Regions from separate parts of the Sus scrofa genome. Here region 1 is linked to region 2. The links are chromatin contacts, called in public HiChIP or PLAC-seq maps. All regions are on one chromosome and are shown on one strand. Each heading gives the region's core, a stretch centred on a gene start, on an enhancer-like site or on the middle of the called end of the contact. The rest is flanking DNA. Distances are from core to core; before and after follow the strand shown.

The links. HiChIP or PLAC-seq counts read pairs in DNA pulled down with a chosen protein or histone mark.
Region 1: a contact with region 2 is called in an H3K27ac HiChIP or PLAC-seq map of skeletal muscle. The contact joins two enhancer-like sites. A contact is called at or near these places in 1 of 47 Hi-C or Micro-C datasets (embryonic fibroblasts) and 1 of 2 datasets of contacts at active chromatin or transcription factors (skeletal muscle).

What each region holds. Positions count from the first base shown.
Region 1 is chr7:92,237,670-92,243,939 of Sscrofa11.1, reverse strand. All of the region lies in intron 11 of RAD51B (DNA repair protein RAD51 homolog 2), which reads right to left. Among named protein-coding and RNA genes, the nearest start is that of ZFP36L1, 260 kb to the left of the region's middle. Within about 2 kb of position 4,514, at least 18 of the 83 cell types and tissues checked have an H3K27ac peak or open chromatin away from gene starts, as enhancers often do. A contact at or near this core is called in skeletal muscle, where this site is marked.
Region 2 is chr7:91,845,530-91,852,149 of Sscrofa11.1, reverse strand. All of the region lies in intron 8 of RAD51B (DNA repair protein RAD51 homolog 2), which reads right to left. Among named protein-coding and RNA genes, the nearest start is that of RAD51B, 260 kb to the right of the region's middle. Within about 2 kb of position 1,664, at least 34 of the 83 cell types and tissues checked have an H3K27ac peak or open chromatin away from gene starts, as enhancers often do. A contact at or near this core is called in skeletal muscle, where this site is marked.

The DNA.
Region 1 (6,270 bases), core at 3,265-5,764, 390 kb before region 2:
GCTCACGAGGGGTCAGAGGCCTCCGGGGCCCCCACTTCATCTCCAGTGTGCCCCTGAACACGGCCCTGGATGGGGGGCTAATCCCCAGGCTGCCTGCCCTCGGCATTGTCTTGGTGGGGTCAAGACCCCCACCCCATGCATCCCTGGCTACACTTTTGGCCCACGGTGCTCCGTGCTAGCCCGAAACTCTCCAGGCCAGGCTGAGACCTGGACACATCCCCTCTGTTCCTCTCCTTCCTCCCCAGGCTCAGAGAAGTTGGGACAGAATGCAAGGAGCGGGCGGGGGTGGCTGATGGGGCCACAGCCCAGAGAAGGGCAGGCAGAGGGTGGCAGGGGCAGCTGGGAACCAGCGCCAACAAAGTAAACCAAACTCTCTCCCCCGTGCCCTTCCCATTCTACCCCGCAACGCTTTCCAATCAGGGAATCTAAAATTACCATATTTACAGCATCTGCAGCCACGCCGAGCACTAAACAAGATGAATAGCCGTGACGCACGAACTGAGTACAAGTATGCAGCTTGGCTGGGCTGGGCTGGGCTGGGCACCAGGGTGAGTGAGCCACAGGGGGAGCATGGTGAGGTCCCAGGCAGGGTGATGGACGGGACTCACCAGGCACTAAGGGAGGTGGGAGAGCGGTGAGGAAGTCCTGGCAATGTCCATCTTCTAGGAAAACAGAGAGATGGAGCAATTAGCAAAGGAAGGGGGTAGAGATAGAGATAGAGCGATATAGTTGGATGGATGGATGGATGGATGGATGGTTGAATGGATAGACTATGAGAATATGTGCTAACTTTAGAAGGCTCCCTTTCCTCCTACTGCCTCCCTACCTAAGAGGAAACTGTTGAGACCTCTAAGGCAGGATCCCTTCGTGGGTGTGTGTGTGTGTGTTGCGAGGTCCTCTACCAGAATCTTGCTTTGGACTCTTAGGTCTGTGAGTCCTCTTTCCCCAAGCAGCCTCTTCCAGGAAAGCTCTGGTCAACCACAAAAACTAAATGACTCCATTCATAAAAAGGGCCTGACCGTCTGGCAAAGGCAATGGAGCTCTGGGGGAGACCAAGAGGGGAATGATGGGCGTGTGCTCCATGTGAGAGGTCCCAGCAGGCTCCCAGCCTAGCCTGTTCTTAATCTGGAGGAAAGATGTCCAGGTAAAGAGCGTACAGACTCATAACTTGCAGATGCTCGTTCAGAGACTTTCCAGACTGGGAGGGACCTCAATACACCAGAGAGAGGGGAAGAGGTGGGTACCAGGCACTGAGGGGAGCAGGGCCAGCCAGGAACCAGCTCCAACAGAGTGATCCACTCTCAGGCTTCGATCAGGGCTGCCTGTCTCATCCTGACCCGAGGCTCACAGAAACCTCCCTTGTGCTCTAGGACTCTGAGGGAGTGGGACCCCTGGACCCCTATGCTCCTCCCTGGAGCCAGAGCATCTCCGCATCCATCTGCTTTGTGTCCTGGCCTTCTCTTCAAGTTTTCATTTCTTTTCCTTAACATTTTCAGGAACAAAGCCAGTGTGGCCGTCCCTGGCCTGTCTGAGCAGGCGGGAACTGGAAAGCAGGACACGTAGCTGGAAGGCCGGCAGTGCGAGGGTCTGGAGAAATCAGGGGGGATGTGATGGGGGGTGGGGGGGGATGCTGAGAGAAGGAGGTGACACAGATGGGAGGCCGAGGTCGAACACGTGAACCAGCTCCCAGAGGAAATCATCCCTAAGCAAACTGGAACCAGCTGCTCTCCGCAATCACCTGCTAGATCCTGAACTGGACCCCAAAGTGGGGGCCTTTTGTTATCAGCCGTCTAGGGCCCCTGAGCCGTTCTTGGTAGAGGTGAGGTGAGGCAGGATGTTGGAGTTGGAGCTGGCCCCCCAAAATGTTTCCAAGTTGAGGACATCCACCATGCAGCCTAAATCTGGCCCTAGCCTCAGGGTCTGTCAGAATGAGGACATACTGATAGACTATACACAGGTATTTCTGTTCTTCTCAGGGGCCCAGGATGGCTAAGAACCGCCCCCTCTTTCATCATTAACATGGTACGAAATGGGCAGAGTGAGTCCCCCAAGGTGGCAGCTCCTATTTCCTTTGCTTTGTCCTAGGTGGACCCATCTTCCTCCATCGTGGCCAGAAGTCCCTCCTCCCTCCTCCTTCTAGCCCTCAGACCTTGCCTTCTGTCTCCTCTTCTTTCCCACCTTCCCATTCAAGTATGTTTCCTCCAGGTTTGGGCTTCTGGTCCCCTCTTCAAACTCTGCTCTCTTTGCATGCCCTTCCTCTCGGCCAGCTTCCTTTACCACTGGAAACCTGCGACCTGAGCCCGAAGCCATCTCCCGAATTGCCCGCATATACTGCCAACTGTTTGCAGAATCTCTCCAGTTGGAGATGCTGAACATTCTACAGTTGTCTCAAATCACACATGTCCAAAACGGATCTCATTAGCCACGCTCTCCCGCTTCCCATGACAAGGGCCTCCTGGTGTCCCTCCCCCATCCTTTCCCCCTCCGTCAATGATCTCACCGGCCACTCAGACATCCCAGTGGAAACCTTAAAGTCACCTCTGACCCCTCCCTATCCCTTCCATCTGTGCCACCGTTGCGCCAGCTCAGGCTCCTAGCCTCGCTCTGCACCTTCAATCCCTCTTATGGGCTCTTCCAGCCTTGGATCGCCCTCCACGTTTCAAATGGGAGACGAGTGTCTACACCCAGACTCTTTGCCGAGGGCTTGCTTTGTGCCCGGAACTGGGCATACCACAGTAAACAGGGCCAGTAGGGTCCCTCTCTTCATGGAGCTCATATCCCAGCTGGGGAGCCAGATGGGAACAAAAGCACAAAACAGACCAGTGAATAAAATACGTCTTTGTTGTAAGAAGTACTCCAAGAGGAATGAAGCAGGGGCTGGGGTGGGAAATAAGGGGTGGCGTGGATATCTCTGCCACCCCCCACATGAAGACCTTCAAAGGCTCCTGAATACCTAGAGGACAAAGTGCAAACTCCTCAGCTTGGCAGGCAAGGCCCTTGCCAATCTGGTCCAATCTCTTCTCAGCTCCTCTTCCACCACCCCCTCCCTCCTGGCTCCCCTCCACCCTATGCTCTGCATCCTATTCATCTCTGAATCCCCAGCCCCTTGTTCCTGGCAAATAAAGGTCTGTGCAGTCAGTGTGTTCTCTTCACGCATTTGTCCCTCTCCCCTTTCTCACGGCTGCCTTTGGTGAAGCATCTTTACCATGGCTCTGTCCCCTGAGTTTCTGTGGCTTCTCACCCTGTTTCTGCCCCAGGTACTTGTAATATTTGACTCTCTCTCTCTTGCTAAATTTCTAAGGCATGGAGGGCAAAGGCGGTCTTCCATTCGGAAAAAAAAAAAAAAAAAAGCCTGGCACACAGTGGGTGCCTGAAACCTGCCAGTTGAATTGACTGCGAAGAGGATGAAGAAAAGGGAAGTGCTTGTTGTCCTTTGTAGACTGTTTCCTGCTAAAACAACTCTAGTGGCCAAAATATTTGATGGAAAGAAGCAGTGTGAAGGCGTCCATTGCCAAATGGACAGCCAGAGGTACACACCTCCTCCTGCTCAAGGAACAGCTTCACAGAGCCTAATTTTGTCACTAGGTCTTTGAACAGATTTTTGCACAATCAAAGCAGAGAACAATGAAGCAGATATGTTCCCGGTGGAAACTGGTGCTCAAAGATTTGCCTGTATCCACAAGAACGGAAGTGTCCCTGGCTTGTAAATTGGTTCTAGGGCTCAGCTCATCCCTTCACAGGGAAGAACCAACTCCTATCTTCTCTGTTATTCCTCCATCCCATTCTTGGAACACCATTTCCGTCCAAGCAACTAGAGTACTTGTTTGGAACTCCCAAGTAGTTTTTCCCTATGACCAGAATAATCTAACACAGGGGTCTGTTGGTTTTTGGCAAATGTCTTCAAAGATCCTGGTTCTTTTGGTGGGGGCGGTAGGGGGGGAAGTGGAGGGAATGAAGCATAACAATTACAGTAAAAAATCTGATTAAAGGTAAGAATAAAAATAAGAGGTAGATTTTCTGAATTTATGTAGGCTCAGTGCCTGCTCTCAGAAAGGTCCTGGGCATGTGCCAATCTGCCCGGCTTTCTCAAATCACTGTTGATTCCTTTGAATTTCACACATGGTCACCTTGTCCTCTTTTCTGTTTTCAGTCTCCCCAGAAAGCACCCCACCCCTGGCCTGAGCATTCCATGCGTCCTCCCTCCTTAGGGAGCATTGCAGCTTTTTTTCTTGACAGCTGTATTTTATTCACTCTGGTTCCATGTCGCCAACCCAACTGTCCTCAGCCAAGCCTCCAAAGGAAATATGATCGACTTGCTGCGTCAGATCACTTGGAAATAGATACGACTGGCTTGGAGTCACTCCATGCGGGGCTGTAAAATTGTTCTCTCTCCTCCTAAGTGGGTTGGGTCAAACCCAAACTGAGGCAAGAGGTTTCCAAGGAACACAGAGCAAAAGACTGTAGTAAGTGGTGGTGATTCAGTCGGTGGCCCTCTCGCTTCTGAGTCAGTATGAACCTTCTCCTGGCAGCAAGTCTGCGGAGGTGGCCTTCAAGAGTCAAACAAAACAGTGAGGTCTTCCACACTGGGGCTCATGAAACTTTCTACAAGAGGAGCAGGGAGGCAGGCTTGGTGTGAAGCTCTTCATTCCAGCCAAGTTCTCGTCTATATTTTTGTGTTTCCAAGATAAATGAAGGTTAGTTAAATTGATTTTGAGATTTGTGTCTCTCATGCACAGCTGGCAGGGTGTCTAGATGTCCCTGGGGCCAATGCCACAAAACACCTTTGAAATTCTCACCTATCTTGTCCCAAGTCTCTTTGACATTTCAAATGGAGTTAGTCTCTTCTTTGAATTAATTGTGCACTGTGTCACTTTGTTCTAATTACCCGAGAGGCTGTCTGGTCTAATGAAAGAGCCTAGAATGGGAATCAGAAGACCAGGGTCGAAGTCCCAGCTAGATCACTCAGTAGCCAACTCCCTTAACATGCTCAATTGCCTCATCTACGAAATGGGAATTGTGATACATGCTTGAAAAACCATAAAGCGACATATCAATACGGGGAGATTTTGGCCTACATCCAGTCCAGTCTTTAAGAAAAGAAGAGGCTAAACAGAATGGGGCAGGATAAGGATTTTTAGGGGGAATATAGGCCCACAGTCCCTGAGCAGGCAACAGCATCCGTCTGGAACTCAAACCTAAAACCCCTGAAACATCAAAGAGAGTCTCCTTCTCTGTGCTCCACAAAGGAGGCCACAGCCTTGTGCTTTCTGCTCTTTTCTTTAAAGTGGGGAGGCCGGGAGGGCGGGGGGGTGGGGTGGGGTGGCGGGGGAGAGAAGGGGAATGAAAATAAAAACTAAACAAAAGTAACAACAATCACTTTTTATGGTCAAAGATGGAGCTAGGAAGAAAAACAAAAGCACACTCTGATTTTTTACAATTCTCATCATCTGGCCCTACTCTACCAAATCCTTTTTTTTTTGTTTTGTTTTTTTTGGCTGCCTTGCGGCATGTGGAGTTCCTGGGCCAGAGATCAGATCCCACCCATCTACTGTTGCCACCTATGCCACAACTGAGACAACAATGGATCCTTTAACCGACCGTGCCAGACCAGGTATCGAATCTGCATCCTGCTGCAGAGATGCCACTGATCCCGCTGCCATAGCAAGAACCCCTACAAAATCTTAAATCTCTTGCCTCACATGGATTCTTCATTCCAACGTCTGTCTCCTTCTCTCAAACACACCATCTAACTCCACCCTTCGCTCTTGGTTAAAATTCTGTCTAACTTGGAATCCCAGCAACCCTCCATCAGCTTCATAAAGCTTCCTTCCCTGCTCCTAAACCACTCTCTGCTCCTTCCCCTGGTTAGGGGCTGTGTGTTTCTCTAAACATTTTGGGTCTTCCCTGCTGACTTTCTTGGGAGGATGGATCATGTATTTCCACCTAGAACCTAAGTTTGCAAATATTCACTGTTTGACCACATGGCTAATCATACATGTCATTTAGAGAAAAGAGTGATCAAGCTGGAAAATAAATAACTTTCTTATTTCTATATGAAGAGCAAGATCTTGGGAGGGTGGCGGGTGAATTACATTGAACAAGAGGGAGATGGATTAATGACTCATAGCTCATGGGGTCAGAGCTTATCTCAATGGTCAAGGATTTCTGGCCGTTATAGTTCTGATGAGCCCTACCCTGGACTGTAAGGGACCCCCTGGGCCTCAAGCCTCAAAATAAGCACAGGGAACTCAGAATTCTTCCCCTGTGTTT
Region 2 (6,620 bases), core at 415-2,914:
CCAACTAGTATCCATGAGGATGCAGGTTCCATCCCTGGCCTTGTTCAGTGGGTTAAGGATCTGGTGTTGCCATGACCTGCAATGTAGGTCACGGACACAGCTTGGATCTGGGTTAGGGTTAGGCCCCTAGCCTGGGAGCCTCCATATGCCCCACCTGCGACCCTAAAACAAAACAAAACAAAATACCAGGAGTTCTTCTGTGGCTCAGCGGTTAAGGATCCAGCATTGTTACTGTGGTGACTCGATCCAAGCGTTTGATCCTTGGCCTGGAACTTCTTTCATGCCACAGGTGTGGCCAAAAACAAAAACAAAACACAAAAAATACCAGAGACATTTAGAAAATTTAATAATTAATGTTTTAAACTGCAGAGAGATCTTTGAGGAAGGATCTCTCAAGTACTAAAAATACCCTCTCTTACAGTATATTCCACAGTTCTAGAGGAAATTCCCTTAATTACTGGTACATTTCTTTTCAGGAAGTAGGACTACATTCATATACTTTCAAGTGATTTTTAAAATAAAAACCTCTATAATTAAAAAATAATCATCATCTTCATATTTGCAGAAACAACAAGGTTTTTTTTTTTTTTTTTTTTTTTAAGCTGTAGGAGTGGCCTCCTCCGAGGTTTAGGGCAGCCAGAGCTAACATACTAACAAAAACGGCCACCTCATCAATTCTCTTAGACTTCATTAAAAAGTCTAATTTTTAATTTTAAAAACATGAAAAAATACTAAAGGAGTCATTCTCATTCAGCCAAAGATTGCCTCTGAAGATTGGAAAACACAAGTGTGGGAATTCCTGAACTAAACTATGAAGGTCTGTCCAGTGTAATCTCACATTAAGCCCTGAAGCCTGTTTCCTTGCATAATTTTTAAAGGGGGCATTTTACAATTATGGCTTGTTAGCAAGAGATTGAGCGATTACTAGTTAGAAAGCAAGTCTTTCAATAAACTTTCTGGTACACAGAATTAACAGTTCTCCCTGAGCCTAAAGTCCACCAATCATTTTCACAAATAAATCAATATATAAATTAGGAAGCTGGGATTCTGGCACAGGGTATATCTAAAATGCTTAAATTCTAAGAAAAGAGAACTTAAAAAAAAAAAAGTTTCTTTTCTTCCTGAAGATAAAAGATTTAATGAATGACTAATCCCCTCAGTACAATTCTTTTGGTAATTGCCCTATTCTAAGCCACACTAATTTTGCTAGGAGCCATTGCTGTTAAAGATGTTGTTTTATGATGTTAAGCTGCGCACAAAAGCAGTGTAACAAAATGGCAAAATATGCTTCTGATTTCGTTATGTTACCAACCTCTACTTATCCAGAAATTCTAACTACCAAGTGTCTTTTATCTAAGGCAGACTGCCTCTTTCACCACGCTCCCTTTACCACATGAAGTAACAACGTCATTAAGAGTGGAAAACTGTGGGAATAAAAACCTGAGCCCTGGAAAAAAACACCAAATGGGAATCTGCCTCCAGCTCTGCAAACTTGTCCTGGCCTCTTGAGTTTGGAAGCTAGACTTTTGTGCCCTGAATATGGCTGGATGAGGAAAGCAGTCTCAAATCACAGCCTAAGGGCTAGGAACAGAACACACACTATACAGACCTCTAAAGAAGGTCCAGGGCTTGCACGACAGAGGATCCTTTCTCATTGGCCCTTGGTGATGTCATGCCCCTGTCTCCAGGGCCCAGGAAATGCACCATGACTAATGGAGGGCCTCAGTTGTGAATACACATTCCATCTCAGAAAGGCAAGGGGCTGGGTTTCAAGGCAACGAAGCTAGAGAATGCCACTCAGCAGTGCACAGAGAGCCCTCAGTTGTCCTGAAATAGACTGGACTGCTCTTGTTCACCGCCTCGGAAAACCCTGCGGCAACTGCCTATATCCCTGGGGCCTGTGCAGGATAGTAACCCTAACACTGGTTTGTTTTGTTTTCTAAGTTAGTCTCTTTAAGGAAAGAAAAATGGTCACTGCAAGAGGGCACACATCCTTCCCGATCTCTATCAGCAAACGTTCTCTGTAAAGATAATTCACATGGCCATATGGTCTCTGTTGAAACCTTTATTTCTGCTCTTGCGGTGCAAAAAAACAGCCATAGACCTAAATGAATAAGCGTGGCTGGATTCAAGTAACACGTGATTTACAAAAACAGGCAGCAGGCCGCTTTGGCCCCCTAGTCATAGTTTGCTGACCTCTGTGTTGAAGAGTGGACCACTCCTTCCTCTGCCATATACCCAGGCCAGAGTACCCTCAAATAAGGGTGCAGTTACAGGAGAGGATGTCGGGGAGCTTCCACAATATACTGTAATAGCTACCCTATCCAGGACCTAAAGATACGTTACAGAGAGGCAACCCAGCCCACGGTTTCTGAATGTAGGCACTGGAGTCAAATGACTAGGTTACAATTCTGATTTGGCCACCTCTGAATTTAAGGTCCTGGACAAGGTACTTTATTCCTCTGCACCTTGGTTTCCTCCATCTGCAAAAGGAGGTTTCCAATCATTCTTCCTCAATAGGGTTAACACGAAACTTCAGTGAGATAATATAGGAATAAAGCTTAGCCTAGTTCCTACGATACCAGAGTGCCTGATAATTATCTGCCACTATTGCTAGTTTTTTTTTTTTTTTTTTAAGTGACCATAATTACTACCCTTGATTGCAGTAGGCCAAAGTGAAGAGGCAGATTACCACAAATGCCGTACACTGTGAACCTCTTTACAATTCCATTAATATCTATTCATCATCATCGTCTTTAGAAGCTACATGGAATTTCACAGGGAATGCACCATAATTGAACCAAATTCTAATTGTTGGACATCTGCTTACTGTCTTTGCCATGATAAAGAGGATGATAAACATTCTTAAACAAGCACCTGGGAACCCTTGTTTGAATTCTGTTCCTTGGGGCAAAAAGGTTAGCGGATCTTAAGAACTTGAAATTATCCTGCAAATTGGTTCTCCAGAGAGGTTATCCCAGTTCCCATTTCCATCAGCCCTCTTTTGAAAGAGGCTATTTTTCCTAACATTCTCGATGATACTGTAACTACCTGGTTTCAACACTGGAGAAACTAAGACCCAGAGAAGTTAAATGACTGGCTCAATTTTAATGAAAAATGCTTCATGTTTCCTTTGGCTCACAACTTTATAAAACATGTGCTAATTATTCAGATAGTAGCCAATCTTTCCAGAACTCATACAATTATTTTTATTAATACTGCCACTTAATGGTTGAAAAAGCTAGAGCCAGAAGTCCTCCAGAAAAGACAAAGGATACAGAAGATCATGACTAAACTAGAAATAAACTTTGTCCTATTATCAGGCCACGCCAGGCTCCCCATAATGTCCCAGGCCAAATTTATTTTTCAAACAGCAGATAAATAGACTGCCTTCTCAGGAACTAATTTATATTTTCTTTCTTTGGCAAATAACTAAGCCAGACACTTTTCTATCAAACTAAATAAGCCTATAAACCGAATGTCCTTTTCTCAGAGTAAAACCTTAAAACCTCTGAGCTTTTGATAAGAAAGTCACAGATGTAGGCATTTGTTAAGGCTTATTCCATTCCCTCTACCTATTACCTTGCCTTAACACTTACCACAATTTGAAACATATCACCTATTTGTAACAACTCACTTCCATGAGGGCAGGAACTTGTTTCCAAGTCTTATTTACAATCTTTTCAGTACCTGGAGCATAAGAAGAAATTTATAAAGATTTATTGGGTGGAGGGATCCTCCCAGACACCATCTCTGTATTTCCCTGACTGTGCAACCTCCAAGGCAGGCAGGCTTTGGCAACATATATTACTAAGAGTTCTCATTCTCTATTTACAACAGTGCAAAAAGAACAACAAAAATAACCCAACTCCCTAATGGAGAAGAGCATTCTGTCTCTTACAGAGATCGTAGCCAAATATATCCCCATCCAACCTCTACTATTAGCCGCACCATGCGCATGTTGGCATATCATGGTCTCTCACCTTCCCCCTTCACCTAGGAGATGTTGCCACTGTTAGCCCATGCAAGTGTGTACACTTGTTTAGTTTTATTTATTTGGTCTTTCTGTCTCCAAAAAAGAACCTCCCTGGTGGATCAGTAATGAGACTGAAGTTCTAAAAACAAACACGCCACCTGTTTACTGTTTTATTTAAAGAAGCAATCAACATGGCAGCTGACAACCGACATCCTGATTAGCCCTGTGTGGTCCAATATGGTACCCACTAGCCACATATGGTTAAATTTAAATTAATTTCTACTTATTCATTTTTCAGCTGCCCCTGCAGCACTGCAAGTACCCGACCCAGGGGAAAAAAATCCATGCCACAGTAGTGACCAGTGCCTCCGCAATGACAACAACGGATCCTTAACCCATTGCGCAACAAAAGAACTCATAAATTAATTTTTAAAATTCACTTCCTCAGTTGCAATAGCCATGTTATAAGTGCCCAATAACTGCCATGTGTGGTTAGTGGCTACTGTATTGGACAGCACAAACATAGAACATTTCCATCCCTGCAGAAAGTTCCATTGGACAGTGTGGAGTTAGTCAAACATGGTAATGCTAATTTCCTTGCCTGAAACCGATTTTAAAATGGGCATGTAACAGAATTCTGGCTAATAAAACATATAGAGAACTCTGTCAAGTGGCTTCTGGGGAAGGTTTCTTATTCCCAAAACACTTGCACAAGAGAGTGTCTCTCTGCTATCTGTGGCTAATGGTGGTTTAGAACGTGATGGAAATGCTGCAGCCATTCTGCGAACATGAGGGGAGACAGTCTTAAACCAAAGCCTGCCCAATAAAGATGGCAGAGTAGGAGTTCTTGTGGCACAGCGGAAATGAATCTGACTAGGAACCATGAGGTTTCAGGTTCAGTCCCAGGCCTCGGTCAGTGGGTTCAGGATCCAGCATTGCTGTGAGCTGCGGTGTAGGGCACAGATGCCGCTCAGATCTGGCATTGCTGTGGCTCTGGCATAGGCCAATGGCTACAGCTCCAGTTAGACCCCTAGCATGGGAACCTCCATATGCCACAGGTACGGCTCTAAAAGGACAAAAGACAAAAAAATAGATAAAAATAAAAAAATAATAAAGACGGCAGAGGAATGGAGGGAATATGAGTTCTTAAATCAATGAGCTGCGGAATTGTTAACCAACTCTGTGTCCTCATTATGTGAGATGATAAATTTCCTTTTATAAAATCATTTGAAGTTAGATAACTTATAGCCAAATGCAACCTAATAATAGAGTTTCATTTATATTTTCGTATTACTCTCTAATTAAAAGGTTCTAATTAGTCAGTATACTGCAAAAAATTTCCACAGCCTCCCCACTTTGATGTAGGACCCAAAGTTGTTACACCAATGCTAAAGAATACCATCTCTCACAGATGCATCTTTGTTTCTTTCTCCCTCGGTTCTTAATTTCTATTTATCCTTTCACCTTTTTTTATATGAGACATTTAAGTTTAAAATGCAATATGAAAAAAATGTTTTTCACTTGCCCATAAAATTTCAATAGTGAAAACCTTTTTTTTTTTTTTTTTTGCTTTTTCGGGCCACACCTGCAGCATATAGAAGTTCCCTGGCCAAGGGTGGAATCAGAGCTGCAGCTGCGGGCCTACACCACAGCCACAGCAACATGGATTCTGTGCCGAGTCTTCGGCCTATGCCACAGCTCACGGCAATGCTGGATCCTTAACCAACTGAGCAAGGCCAGGGATAGAACCCACATCTTCTTGGATACTAATCGGATTCACAACAGGAACTCCAGTGAAAGCTTTATTTTCGATAAAAGCGATAAGAATTCAAATATAGGATTGGAAATTTCAGAGCTCTCAAAATTGGAAGCATCTTCAAAGATCACCTGGTTCAGCCCTCATTTACAACTGAGGTCCGTAGGAATAAAGTAAAACTGGTAGACAGAATAATGGTCTTCCAGAAACAGCCCTGCTCTAATCCCCAGAACCTGTGAATAAGTGACTTTCCCTGGCAAAAGGGATTGCATTTGTGTCTAAGGATTATGAGGTGGGAACAATACATTGGATTATCTGGGTTGGCCCATAGTAGTTACAAAGCACCTTACAGGAGGGAGGAAAGGGTAACAGAAAAAGATTTAACAACAGAACCAAAGATGGCCATTCTGTGCCTCAGTTTCATCATCTAAAAAGGGGCCAATAATATTATTTACCCTATAGGTTTATGATGAGAATTTAAGAGCTAATTTAAAGAATAGTTGATATTTATAAAGAAAATAAAACATACGCAGTACAGGGTAATCTTATGTGTTTGTTACAATAAACTTTAAAAAATATGGCTGGTCTATCCACAAGCTGTCATATATGAACATACAACAAAATATTAAAGCCTATTGAATAACAAATAATTTAACTCCAAATTTAAAATGTTTTCTTAACTGTGATTTTTAACTAGCACATTTTAGGTCCTACTTTAGTATTTTTTCTATGTTGGGGCAAGTTACATTTAAGTTAGATTACAAACAGGTCAGCCGGTTTCCAGAGAAGAAAAGGGTCCTACTTAATACCATAAAATCAACATGCAATCAGATTTAAGATCAAGATTTTTTTAAAACACAGCCTACACAAAAGATATTGGACTAACTG